4 separate regions of the Mus musculus genome follow, and regions 1, 2 and 3 are each linked to region 4. Evidence: chromatin contacts called from public promoter capture Hi-C data. All regions are on one chromosome and are shown on one strand. Each heading gives the region's core, a stretch centred on a gene start, on an enhancer-like site or on the middle of the called end of the contact. The rest is flanking DNA. Distances are from core to core; before and after follow the strand shown.

Region 1 (3,266 bases), core at 422-2,921, about 18 Mb after region 4:
GATGTCACTTTCTGTTCTGCCTGCTCCGTCCCCAGAAGGCCCCACTCACCTGTACAGCACCCCCCATGGCGTCCTCCTGGTCCTTTGACTTCTCCAGGATCAGCCCCTCCAAGGCCTGTGGGTCAGTGGTGGGGTCATCACAAGGGGTGGAGTCAGGGGCGGGGTCAGTGAGGTCACCTGAATAGATTTGCACAAATTTGCATGACAGGAAGTAAGCAGGCAGGGCCTGAGGTGATGGGCGGGACAGGAAGTGGAGGGCATGGCCAGGCACAGTGGGCTTGGCTGGAAGTGTGCAATGGCGTTGGGAAGTGGGCGGGGATAAGATGAAAAGGGTCGAGGCCTGCAATGGGTGTGGAAGGGGCAGGGCCACACACCACCACAGGGTCAAGGTCTCTGGGTCTTCCTGGGGGAGGGACGGGTGGAGCTGGAAGTGACATCATACCAGACTTCCTGGCAGCCCCTCACAGAAGCCCCACCCACAAGTCAGAAATCCTGAAAATGACATCACTTCCAGTGGGCCTGGCCCCACCCACCATCCTGATGTCTTGCCCATAAAGCTCCCAAAAAGCAGGAAGTGACATCACTTGTGGTTGGTGTGGTGACCTCATTTCCCCGCTCCATCATCCCCAGAACCCACCCTCTTCTCCCAAACTCAGAACTGCAATCATGATGCCACTTACAGTGGGTATGGCCACCAACAGACCACGCCCATCTTCCTAAAAAGATGAAAGTAGCTACCCTGAGGCCCCTTCCCACTGACCTTTGTGCCCCCCCCCCCTCGCGGCAAAGTACTGGAGGCAGGGCCAGGTGGCCTTGCTCAGCATCTCGGGGAAGGCAGGATGGACGACCATGAAGGCCAGGCCCTGGGGTGGGGGGAAGGGGTGAATGGGTGGGGTCAGACACGCGTCAAGGCCCTGCCCACAATGACTCAATCACTCTTGGGCACACCCCCAGCCAGGACGTCAAGAGAATATATACAATATATACAAATGCGGGGGGGGGGGTGTCACAGGGTGATGACATCATCTGGACACGTGTCAATGGCAAGGAGGGAAACTGTGACATCATCTGAACTCAGGAAAAGCCATAACGTCATGCAGTTTTATGCAAATGCATGCAAATTTACATGACAAATACACGCAGAGTAAAGCCATAACATCGTTTATGTTTATGGAAATTTACTCAGGGGAGCTGTCATTATGCAAATTTATGCAAATTTTCATCATGCGAAACTGATGTCACATGAGCGTATGCAAATTCCCAACGTACACGATATGCTAATTTATACAGGTCAGGGGAGGTTATATAAACCTGGGTAGAACAAAACCAAGCAGCCATTCAAATTCACTCAAATTCATGCAAACGAGCAGCAATGAAACTTAGACCCCATGCAAATCTATGTCTCTTGCAGGAGCTTAGTTAAGACCCCGCCCCAGGCCCCTGTCACTCACGCTCAGCCACTCCCAGCCCTCGCTCAGGCTCCGTCCCTGGCCTGTCTGTCAGTGCCTCTTGGGAAAAAACAGGTCACTCACCTGAAGCTACGTCCACATGCCACTCCGCTAGTCGCTGTCAATCCCGTGGGGACCAAGTGTCACTCACGTGAAACCCCGCCGACATGTCTCGCACAGCGAACCCCAGGATCTCCTTCCGCCGCGAGGAGGCGCTCGCCAGGACGACGCGGTGCCAGCGCAGGCACGTGCGGGGTGATGTCACAGCGACATCTGGGCGGGGAGTGATGACGTCGAACGGGTCGCCTGTGGTTCTGCGGTTCGCCGAAAGGTCAGGAGCTGAACCGGTGACGTCGCTGGAGTCGCCGGGGATTGGGGCGGGGGGGGGGTAACGGTGGTTGCGGCGGGGAAACCGGAAATCGGTCGCGCTGCTCCGAAAGGGAAAACCGGGTTCGGCGAAGAGAGGAACTGCACATCCGCTGTTTGCTTGTCCGCTTCTGATCAGCGGAACCCGGAACTGGAAGTCTTCAATGTCACGCTGCCGCTCCGAGTTCTCGTGAGATTTACAATGCGGTAGAAGGACTCACTTCCTGTTGGAACGGAGGAACTTCCTGTCTGGAAGTTAGGGTTCAAGCATGCTGGGAGTTGCAGTTATTTCCTGCTTTAGGCATGACTTCCTGTTTGCCATAGGAAGTGACGCCACAGTAGCCCCGAGTTTCACTGGGAGGCACGCTGGGAGGTGTAGTTCCTACCTGTACATCTCCGGGTCTAACCTCCCAGGAACGTACCGTATTAATACGCTGCCCTGTCACCGGGTCGAAGCGCCCGCATGCCCGGCCTCCCCTCACCGTGGCCGCTTCACCGCAGGCAAATCCATATCCTTTGACACCAACCGGAGCGGATGCAGTAACCATCTCACCTGTGATGCAGTGACCATCCCAAGGGAGATGTAATGACTCTTACCTGAGATGCAGTAACCATCTCACCTGAGATGCAGTGACGATCCCAACTGTGATGCAGTGACCATCCCACATGAGATGTAGTGAGCATGCCACTTGAGATGTATTGACAGTGATTATCCTACCTGAGATACAGTGACCATCCACCTGAGATGCAGTGACCATCTCACCTTTGATGCAGTGAACATTCTACCTGAGTGATTCTTACATGAGATGCAGTGTCCATGCCACCTGAGATGTTGTAACCATTCCACCTAGGATGCAGTGACTATGCCATCTGAAATGTAGTGACCATCCCAGGTGAGATGGGATGATAATCCCACCTGTGATGCAGTTGACTATCCCACCTGAGATGTAGTGACCATCCCACCTGAGATGAAGTGACCACTTGAGATGTGATCGTCTCTCCTGAGATGAAGTCACCATCTTACCTGAGATACAGTGAAAATCCCACATGGGATGCAATGACTATCCAACCTGAGATGTAGAGAGTCGTCTTAACAGAAATGCAGTGACCATCCACCTAAGATTCAGTGACTATCCCACGTGTGAAGTTGTGACCATCCCAAGTGAGATGGGATGACAATCCCACTAGTGATGCAGTGACTGTCCCACCTGAGATGCAGTGACCATGCCACCTGAGATGTTGTGACTATCTCACGTGAGATACTATGACAATCCCACCTGTGATGCAGTGACCACCCCACCTGAGATGTAGTATCCATCCCTCCTGAGATGCAGTGACCATCTTACCTGAGATGCAGTGAACATCCCACATGGGATGCAGTGACCACCCCATCTGAGAGATGTAGTGAGTCTTACCAGAGAATCAGTGACCATCCCACTTGAGATGTTTTGA
Region 2 (3,316 bases), core at 206-2,705, about 13 Mb after region 4:
CATTTTAAAGACATTCTTCAGTTAAAGAACATGCAGACAATTACTTATGACTGGTCACATGATGTAAATCATTTATAAACAGCAGGATATCGGACTAGCAACAGAGGCTTATTATTAACCAATTAAAAATAATCCATCTTTGTATTTTTAACAGGATTCCTGGCCAGAATTCCCTAAACCATCCTCCATTCACCCGGTCACATGGTTAGGAGTCACGAATCTAAGCGGTGAACAAGCTTCAAACACGCCAAGGTAACTCCTTAAAACTGCTTTCGTGACACACTGTATCGTTTCCAGGCACTGCACCCTGCTAAGCATTTAAAAACATTTCTCCTGAAATCATCACAGAAAACCCCTTCCTCCAGATTTCTTTAAATCTGAAAAAAACTATCATAGCATGTCTTCTTTTGTACATAAAACGTCTGAATTCCATTCCCTTCCCCAAAAGTTCAGCTGTTACAGAATAAAAGGCTACGAGGAAAAAGAAGGGTTTCTAAAGCCGTATTCTTGGAAGAAGCACTAACTTTACACGTGTTCGGCCATAAACTCCGCACAGTTTATTTCCCCTCAAATTTGACCGTATTCACAAGCAAAACTAAGGTTCGAATATCTGAAGTCGCTGTTTTGGTCTTCGGCTTTCAAGTTCCTCGTTCTTCGGGTACCGAAGAGATGTTCCCCTAACAAAAAGCACCACGTTCCTTTCTAAGGCACCTGAACAGGTCGAACCCCAGTCCCGATTTTCTTTCACATTCACATCCGTTTGCCAAGGTTTTCCTGGACACTCGCAGGCCAGAGGACCACCCCGCACCCCAACCTAGCGACCCCCGCCCACCCACCCTCGCTCTCATAAACCCACTCCTTCCGCTTCACCCACTTCCACCTCGCACGTTTCTCTGGATTCACCGTGCTTCTTCCAGACTGTGGGCACCGAGGGGCTGGAGGCCGCCTGGCACCCACACGGATCTGGTCACTAAGGCCGGCAAAGGGCGCGGGGCGCGGGAAGGAAGCGGGAAAGCGGCGAGTGCGCCCCCTCCCCCGCCGGCGCACACCCCCTTCCGGCTCCCCTCCCCCGGCATTGTGCGAGCGGGGCCCAGGCCGCGGCCCGCCGCGATCCCCGCCCAGGCCCGACCCGTTCCCGCCCGAGGCCTGCTCCCGCGGAGGCCGCCACACAAAGCCCAGAGCCGGCCCCCGCGGCGCCCACGGACCCGACGAAGCGAGCGCGGGCTGACTTACAGGGCTGCTGCGGCCGCGCTGCCTCAGCCGGGGGACACCGACCGTTGGGCACCGGCGGCGACGCTCTCGGCCGTCCGTCCTCCCCCTCCGCCTCCGGTGGCGGCGACGTCTTCTTTCTCCTCCTCCTACCTCCCTCCCCCCCACCCCACCTCCTTCTTCTCCTCCCCCTCCTCCTCCGAACCACCGAAGTACCGAGGGTGAGGCACAGAGACTCACAACAACATGGCTGCCGCCGCCGCCTCCCCTCCCCTCCCTCCCCCGCCCACCGGCCGCGCGCAAAGCACTGCGGGAGAAAGGGGGGAGCACTCACCCAGCCGCGACGCCTCGCAGTGAAGTGCGTACTTCTCCCGCGCGCCGGGCGCAGGGGGCCGGCCGGGGCTCCGCGCGTGCGCACTGGCGCGGCGCTCTCCTCGCGGGTGAGGCCGCCATCGGGCGTGCACTTCCCGGCCTTTACCTTCTGGGATCAGGGCTGGCCTGCACGCCGGACCTCTGGCGCTCTGCTCCCGGGGCTGGTCACGCGCCTCGTGTGGTGCTGCAAACCCCCGACTTTCTGTGTGAGACTGAATTTATTCATCCACCGCTTCCTCCCGGATATCTCATTGTTCTCCCTAAACTGCCTGTGTGTAAGCACTGCTGCCCATGCACCCCAAAATTGAAGTCTCTTTCCCCCTACTTCCGGTATGCTGGCACCTACAGGAGTTGTAGACCTTAATACAGCCCTACCGCTCAACGTTTATCTCCCCTTTTCCACTCAAATGTTGGAGGTTTAGGGATAAAAAAAAAATGCACCTTGTTATCGTCTACAGTAGGCAAGTGTTACTGACTTCCTGCAATTGATGAGCCAGGGGTACTGGGTAAGCACAAAAGAAACTACCTTGGCTATGTATCAGACTGAATGTTTTCTTATTACCAGTTACAGAATTGTCTTGCCCTTCCTTGAAATCTGCAGGGAACAACAATGGCTCCAAAGATTTGGTCGCAGTCGTTGGGACCACTTTCTATCACACCTCTCTTGGAGAGTTTAGGCCCTCATGGGACAACTTCCTAATTAATGGCTTACCTCCTGGTTTTGACAATCCAGGGCCTTTTAATTAACTCAGTGTCTTCCCTAGGCATCTGTGAGCTCTACCAGGCTAAGGACTGTATGTGCTTTGTTCATGTGATGTATCCTAGTGCCTGTTAAACACAGCTCTTTGGGTTTTCATCATTATAAAGACAGACTGATTTAAAATTTATCTTGCCGGGCGTGGTGGCGCACGCCTTTAATCCCAGCACTTGGGAGTCAGAGGCAGTCGGATTTCTGAGTTCAAGGCCAGCCTGGTCTACAAAGTGAGTTCCAGGACAGCCAGGGCTATACAGAGAAACCCTGTCTCAAAAAACCAAAACCAAAATAAATAAATAAATAAATAAATAAAAATCTTACTGTTGTATCGCTTTGACAGAATACTAAATCAGGTCATTAATAAAGAAAATAAATTTACTTCCCAAGCGTCTGAAGACTAGGAAGTCCAATGCTAAAAGTAGTGGAAAGATCCTTGGGGCTGTGTAATCAATCCCATGATAAAACTCAAAAGGACAAAAGACCAGGAGGGGAGGGCTTGAGCTTGCTTTTATAATAATCTACTCAAAATAACATATACTCCCTAGATAGTGATACTAATTTATGCAGGAGAGCCCTTTGACTTAATCCCACCTCTTTTTAAATATCAATATGCATGTTTGTGTGTGTACAGGTGCACATGTGTGTGCATGGCACGTGGAGGGATGAGGTTGACACTCTCACTGAGATTTTACTGGGCTGGCCGGCCAGTGAGTCCCAGGAATCCTTTTGTCTCTGTCTGCCAGGCATTGTGATTACCTATAGTTGCCACAATTCCCTGTTTTATAAACAGGTTCTGGAACTCAAACCATCTTTGTGCTTGCTCAGTAAACATTATTACCGAATGAGCCATCTCCCCCCAGATCCTCAATCCCCCTGTTATTAGGCTACCACTTCCCAACATTGCAACATTGTTGTACTGGGTTTTTAAATTCCAACCCATAAACATGTAGAGATAGATGCTTCTGCATCTCCCAGGCATAT
Region 3 (2,940 bases), core at 393-2,892, about 18 Mb after region 4:
CAGGCTGACATCCAATTCTCTTTTGTTATCAAAGATGACTCTACACTTCTGATTTTCTGGTCCCCAACTTGCAAGAATTGAACCCAGGGCTTCATTTATGCTAGACAGGCACTGTACAAGTGCGCTACATCCCCAGCTCCTTGAAGATTTTCCTGGGGTGCTCAAGATTATGACTGAGCTAAGACAAAGCTGAGAAGCTTACCGACAACTTTTAATAGAATTGTTGATTCATGATACAGCACGACAGTCCCAGCTGGAGGAAGAATGATTTGGAGGATATAGTTTAATGAGAAAACTAAAACCAATCAGAGAATCAACTGGGAGATGGTTTAGAGAACACAAACACCTTCAAAGGCTTATGGGTGTTTAGAAGGAGGACAAGTCTTTGAAGAGCATGATCACATCTAAGATGGTCAGAAAAGAACATGATCAAAGGCTTTACTTACACATGAAATGCACATGTTGGTGATGGCGAGGTGTCTGCCAAAGTGTAGCTTATTTTTATTTAATATGCTTATATATTTGTTATATGCTAATTAGTTATGTGTGTGTGTATATAAAATTTACCTAAATAAAAATCTCCTTATTGGTGAATCAGCTCATCAGGTTCAACCATTCTACCATCACATTCTGCGGGTGCTGGAGCATACTTAGAAAGGTAAGTTAGAAATTTGCTTATTTCGACTATAGAAAGGAAGAAAAGGGAGGTGTAAATAAAACTGATAGGGAGAGAGGGAAAAGGGACAAAACTAGAGAAAAGACATGGCACAGGTGTGGTGGAGTTACCCCACCAGAGTAGCCCTCAGGAGGCTGAGACTGGAGATTCATGAATTGGAAGTCAGTACTGGTGTACAGACTTTGCAACAAAACAACCAACCTACAAACAAGTGAAAAGCAAGGAAGAGATCGGTTGGGATGGGGCAGGCTTTCAGATTTTCGATTTGGTGGTACAACTTTGGCTACAGTGACCGCCCGCCTTTTCTGAATAGAGCGCTTCAGCTCCCGGGATTCCAAGGGCTGCTTAGGCCCGAAGCAGCAAAGAAGCTTCCATTCGCAGGGAGGTTCTCCCCGCACCCGGGGTTCCTCAGGCCGATGACATCATTCCAACCCCAGGAGCGCTGCGCCTTTTTCAGTTTGGAATCCCGGCTCTATCAACTCTAGCTTCTTAAGGAGACCAGGTTGTCAGGACCAGCCCACAAGCGGGATCTCTTCTGGAGATGTCCGGGTTTAGTAAGGAGGTTCCTGAGTGGCCCAGAGCACTTCTTTCTCTCTCATCTATATGAACTATACACACACACACACACACACAGCCAGCCACGCCCGTCGCTGGGCTAACATCCTTAGCTCCTCAACAGGATACTGAGAGGGAGTAGAGGATTCCAGCAGTCAGCTGGGCGCCCCGGAAAAGGCAAGGGAGGGAGGGCAGGAGCTATACGGACGTAGTGCGCCTGCGCAGTTCCCGGGCCGCACCTCCCCCGCGGGGCGTGTTCGTCAAGCCGCTCACCCAATCAGGAGGCCGTAGGGAGCGCGCCCGCGGCCTCGCCCCCTCTGGTCCCGCCTCCGCGTGCCCTACTTGCCCGCCCGCGCGCGTGCGCAGAGGCGGGCCGCAGGGGCGAGGGCGCGAGAGAAGGGCGGGTGTACGTCCTTGCGTGCGTCTCAGGCTGCGCGCACGCCGGCGTGAGAGGGCACGGGGAAAAAGGTGGCTCTGGCCGGGGCGGCTCTGTTTCCTGGGGTTATGTAGCAGGGCTTGTCGGCTCGCGAGACCTCCCGCTGCCCTCGCCCGTGTCCTAGCGCGGGGTTTCTGCTCCGGGCGGAGGCCGTGTTCAAGCCCGCCGCGCTCCCTCGACGTAGAGCTCGCTCGTCCGCCCGTGGGAGCGTCCCGGCCGAGCTGCGCTGAGGGGGGAGGGGAGGCCATTTTGTCCCGACCGACTCCCCGGAACCGGGCGGAGCGGCTGGGAGAGGCTGCGGAGCCGCGGGCGCCGCCCCTCGGAGGCACGGGCGCCGCCACCGTCGGGGCTTCCTCGACGAGGCCGTTCGGAAGGTCTCCTGCTCCGTCTCGAGAGCTGCTTTCTCCTTCCGCACACGCTACCCGGCTGCTGCGGCCCCAGAACGCCCGGGTGAGGAGTTGGTTGTAGTGAGCAGTTCCGATCCCTTGGGGCTACCGGCGGCGAGCGCCCGAGCCGCTCCTCCCAATGGCGAAGAAGACGTACGACCTGCTTTTCAAGCTGCTCCTGATCGGGGACTCGGGAGTGGGCAAGACCTGCGTCCTTTTTCGTTTTTCGGACGATGCCTTCAATACCACCTTTATTTCCACCATAGGTAAGACCTGTGGGAGGATGGTGTGGGGGCTCTGTAGCCGCGAGCCGTTTTCTTTTATTCCAGACATCTTGCTTCCCGGAATTTACGCCTTTGTTCCAGTGATTCCGATTCCAGACGACAGACCTAAGTTACTGTTGGAATCGGAATAGCCTTACTGGGGCGGGGTCTTCCCATGCTTACCATCCGGTCTCAAGTCTCCTTCTCTGTTCGGTGCCTTCTGGCACAAAATATGCAGCATTTAGCAGCGTTCCAGAATCCGGTTTCTTTAAGTGACTTGCCTGGCCTTACCATAATTGCATGAAGTTACTTGATGTGCTATTTGTAATAGACGTAATTTAGTGGTTGGGATTGAAGCAGTACTGGCTATGTGGCAAAGGCCCGAATTGGGGGTCAAAGAGAAAATATTCTATCTGACTGTAACTTGGAGTAAACTTGAGAGTTGCAGAATCATTAAGGAAAATGAGAGGGGCGGGGGAAAGTGAGTTGGCTGTCTTGACTGAACCATTGATGTGTCAAACAATCGGAGGCCCTTCGTGCTTGGGGTGGGAATCTGGCATGGTTGGCTCACAGTGCTTTTTCAAGACCTCAACGAAGCAGATGGACGGTTTCTGTTTTCAACCC
Region 4 (3,117 bases), core at 548-3,047:
TCATCACCTCCATGGGCGTCTCCTCTCTATGGGCTGGGTTTGCTGCTCTAATTTAGGGAATCTTGAAATCCACTGCTTATACAGAAGGCATTTTATCCGTTGGGATTTCTGTGTGTCCAGCTCCACCCCAACCCACAGGAACATAAACGCTCGTGTGTCTTGCAGCCTGGCCTTGGGGATTCCAGAAATAACACCGGGCCGTCCGCCGCTGCACTGGAGCATAGTAAGGCGTTTCTGTATTAAGACAGAGTAGAGTCACTTTCCAACCAGGCCTCTCCTGGTCAAAGCACAAAGCAACCTTTACAAGTTGGGTAGGGAGGGGCAGCTGGGAGGAGATCTGAATTTCTGGAAGCTTCGTCTCTTCCCCCCCCCCCCCCCATCTGTGCTCAGTGTCAGACCTTCCTTTCTGCAGTCTTCGGTCTGCTTGGTTCCGTTTAGCATTTGAATCCACTTTGCCTGTGGCAGTCACTGAAGTTCTTTGAACCCTTGAGGAACTACTGGAACTGGCATCTCTTCAGAGCCCAGGTGGCAGTTTCATTCTTTGAGTCCGGTAGGACAGCCACCTCACTAGGAATTGGATTGAGGGCTAGGAAATAAGGGAGCCTATTTAAAGGAGAAAAATGTTAGCTGTGACCCTGAATACATGGCATCTGGGGCAAATGCTCTCATTTCAGAAGGGTGTTTATTGTGCAGAGAAAAACATGAGATCTTCACAAATATATCAGGAGAAAAAAAACCCATCACACACAAAAAACAAAAGCATGCATACATGCTTTACAGAGTACAAAGGTGTGTGTGTTCGGGGCAGGGTGTACTTAGACATTAATGTGGAAAAGTAGTAAAGAAATGTTTAAGAAATATGCTTCCGGGGATCGGGTAGTCACAGCTGTGTTTGTTCAAATCGTGCTTAATGTCATTTCCCCGTTTTAAAGAAATGCTTACCTGACGCTGCCACGCAGTCCTGCCCAGATCTCCTGAATCTACCTTTCCATAAGGGAATTGCTGGCTTTCGGGTGCCTGTGTGAAAACTTGAATTAAGCCACTTTCTCTGGGAACGAATCCTTTTTTAATGGGGATCAGGATATTTCTAATTTGTAGCCGAAACAGGAAAATTGTAAGGGTTGCATTTTAATGTCTTGGGGATACAAACCTTTGTCAAGAACAGGAAGGTAGAAGAAAGGAAGGCGCTTGTGCATCAAAAGGGCTAATTATCTCACCCCTGCCAAGTCCAGCTGCAGCCGCAGCAGCTCGAGAGCTGCAACGCCCCATCTGCAGTGGTTGCTGCTACAGGACACGCGGTCGCAGCCTCGGAGGTCGAAAGCACCTCCGGTCCCGTGCCGCACCCAGGAGTGCCGGGCTGGCGGGGAGGATGAGGGGAGTTGGAAAAGCATCGCCATGGCAACAGTGACGTCCATTCACCCTGGATCTAATTGGAGGAAACCCCGTGGCCGAAGCCGCAGCCTGCGGGCCAACCGAACCTACCCGAGCCGACCCACCCTCGGAGCCTCCGCTTCGCTTCCCGCCCCGCCCCCTGGGCCCCCTTCCGCGCGCTCGCCCCTCATTGGACAGAGGAGAAGCTAGAGGCGGGACTCCTTGGGGAGGTGCAGCGTTCTATTGGTCGGTGGCGAGCTCGTCGGCTCCGTGCTAGGCTGAGACGGGAGGGTCCTCGGCTAAAGCCCAAAGCAGATCAAAGTGGTGGGACTCGCGTCGCGGCTGCGGAGACTAGAAGGTGAGTGCGGACACAGCTCTGGGACTGCGGCTGCAACAGCCGCCGCGAGGTACCGAGGCCGGGTTGGCGGAGCACGGTCCTCATATCTGCTAGGCTACCGCGCGCCTGAGGTTCGGGCTGGGACGGGAAGGTGCGGCACCAACGGCCGCTTCCATCTTGGGCCGGGTGGGGCCCGCGCTCCGGCCTTGGGGAGGCGCGGCGGGCGGGCCGGAGGGCGCGGGCGGAAGGCGGCGGCCCCGTGAGAGGCCGGAGGACGCGCCGCCTCGTGCGCTGAGACAAAGCGGGCGTCCGGCTGCATTGTCTGACGCGCTCTCTCCTCGCTCCTTTTTGTCCTCGCCGGCGCCGCCCCGCCCCGCCCCTCGCGGCTCTCAGGAGGACTCCGGATCCGGCTCGGCGCTCGCCCTCGCTCGCCATGGAGAAGACCGAGCTGATCCAGAAGGCCAAGCTGGCCGAGCAGGCCGAGCGCTACGACGACATGGCCACCTGCATGAAAGCCGTGACGGAGCAGGGCGCCGAGCTGTCCAACGAGGAGCGCAACCTGCTGTCGGTGGCCTACAAAAACGTGGTAGGGGGCCGCAGGTCCGCCTGGAGGGTCATCTCGAGCATTGAGCAGAAGACCGACACCTCTGACAAGAAGTTGCAGCTGATCAAGGACTATCGGGAGAAAGTGGAGTCGGAGCTGAGGTCCATCTGCACCACGGTCCTGGTGAGTTGGCGCCGGCATTAGTGAGGGAGTAGGGCGGCGGGAGCGACACCCCTTTTGTGTGGTGTTCCCGATGGGGAGAAACCTGTGGGATAGAGAGTTTGTGATTTGAGCCCCAGGCTTCCTTCTTACCTGTTTCAGAGCTTTCTCGGGGGTGGGTAACTCTTTTTTTCCCAAGCTCTGGGGTACAAAAACTTGGGGGGAGTAGCCGCGTAGGCTTGCACAAGACTGAAAAAGACCTATTTAACCTTGTGCCAGGAGAGTGGTCCTGAGATCTGTAAGTTCTTTCATGTCGTAGAAGGCATGGGGACTTTTACCATAGAGATGCTAGAATTTCCCCAGCCCCCCAAGATTTAGGAGTGAAAAATCTAGACATGTTTTATTTTTCATGTAAGAATATGTTGAGCCTTTCCTTGCTAAAGAGGTGTGGGGGTGGGTGGGTGGATGAGTTCACTGGATGAAAAGGATACAGATAATTTGAAGAATACCATGCCCTGGTCAAATTTCACTATTTAATAGTGTTTGTTTGTTTGTTTTCTATTTGTTGCCTCACTTTAGTCCGGTGTATGGAAATGAAAGCATTTCTGGTGTGGATGGGCAAGGAAGGCTTTCCAGGTTTTGCACTATCCAGTCCCAACCGGGATGTTAACTGCTATGATTCACCCTTATTAGAGGGGGCACTTTT

Evidence for each region. Promoter capture Hi-C pulls out the DNA fragments that hold promoters and counts their contacts.
Region 1: a promoter capture Hi-C map of cranial neural crest shows a contact between it and region 4. The contact joins the promoter of Rab10os here to the promoter of Ywhaq in region 4. A contact is called at or near these places in 4 of 39 promoter capture datasets (the HPC-7 cell line, cranial neural crest, maxillary cranial neural crest and 1 more).
Region 2: a contact with region 4 is called in a promoter capture Hi-C map of cranial neural crest. The contact joins the promoter of Pum2 here to the promoter of Ywhaq in region 4.
Region 3: a contact with region 4 is called in a promoter capture Hi-C map of pre-B cells. The contact joins the promoter of Rab10 here to the promoter of Ywhaq in region 4. A contact is called at or near these places in 3 of 39 promoter capture datasets (cranial neural crest, frontonasal cranial neural crest and pre-B cells).

The regions. Positions count from the first base shown.
Region 1 is chr12:3,234,196-3,237,461 of GRCm38.p6, reverse strand. It overlaps Rab10os (RAB10, member RAS oncogene family, opposite strand), which reads right to left and starts at 1,671. Exons shown (of 7, transcript NR_015551.1): 1 at 1,533-1,671; 2 at 50-177.
Region 2 is chr12:8,672,398-8,675,713 of GRCm38.p6, reverse strand. Pum2 (pumilio RNA-binding family member 2) reads right to left here and starts at 1,455. Exons shown (of 21, transcript NM_001160220.1): 1 at 1,234-1,455.
Region 3 is chr12:3,308,671-3,311,610 of GRCm38.p6, reverse strand. It overlaps Rab10 (RAB10, member RAS oncogene family), which reads left to right and starts at 1,642. Exons shown (of 6, transcript NM_016676.5): 1 at 1,642-2,319. The coding sequence starts at 2,193.
Region 4 is chr12:21,416,116-21,419,232 of GRCm38.p6, reverse strand. Ywhaq (tyrosine 3-monooxygenase/tryptophan 5-monooxygenase activation protein theta) reads left to right here and starts at 1,797. Exons shown (of 5, transcript NM_011739.3): 1 at 1,797-2,435. The coding sequence starts at 2,142. It overlaps Gm4419 (predicted gene 4419), which reads right to left and starts at 1,351. Exons shown (of 4, transcript NR_166748.1): 1 at 1,151-1,351; 2 at 943-1,017; 3 at 399-603.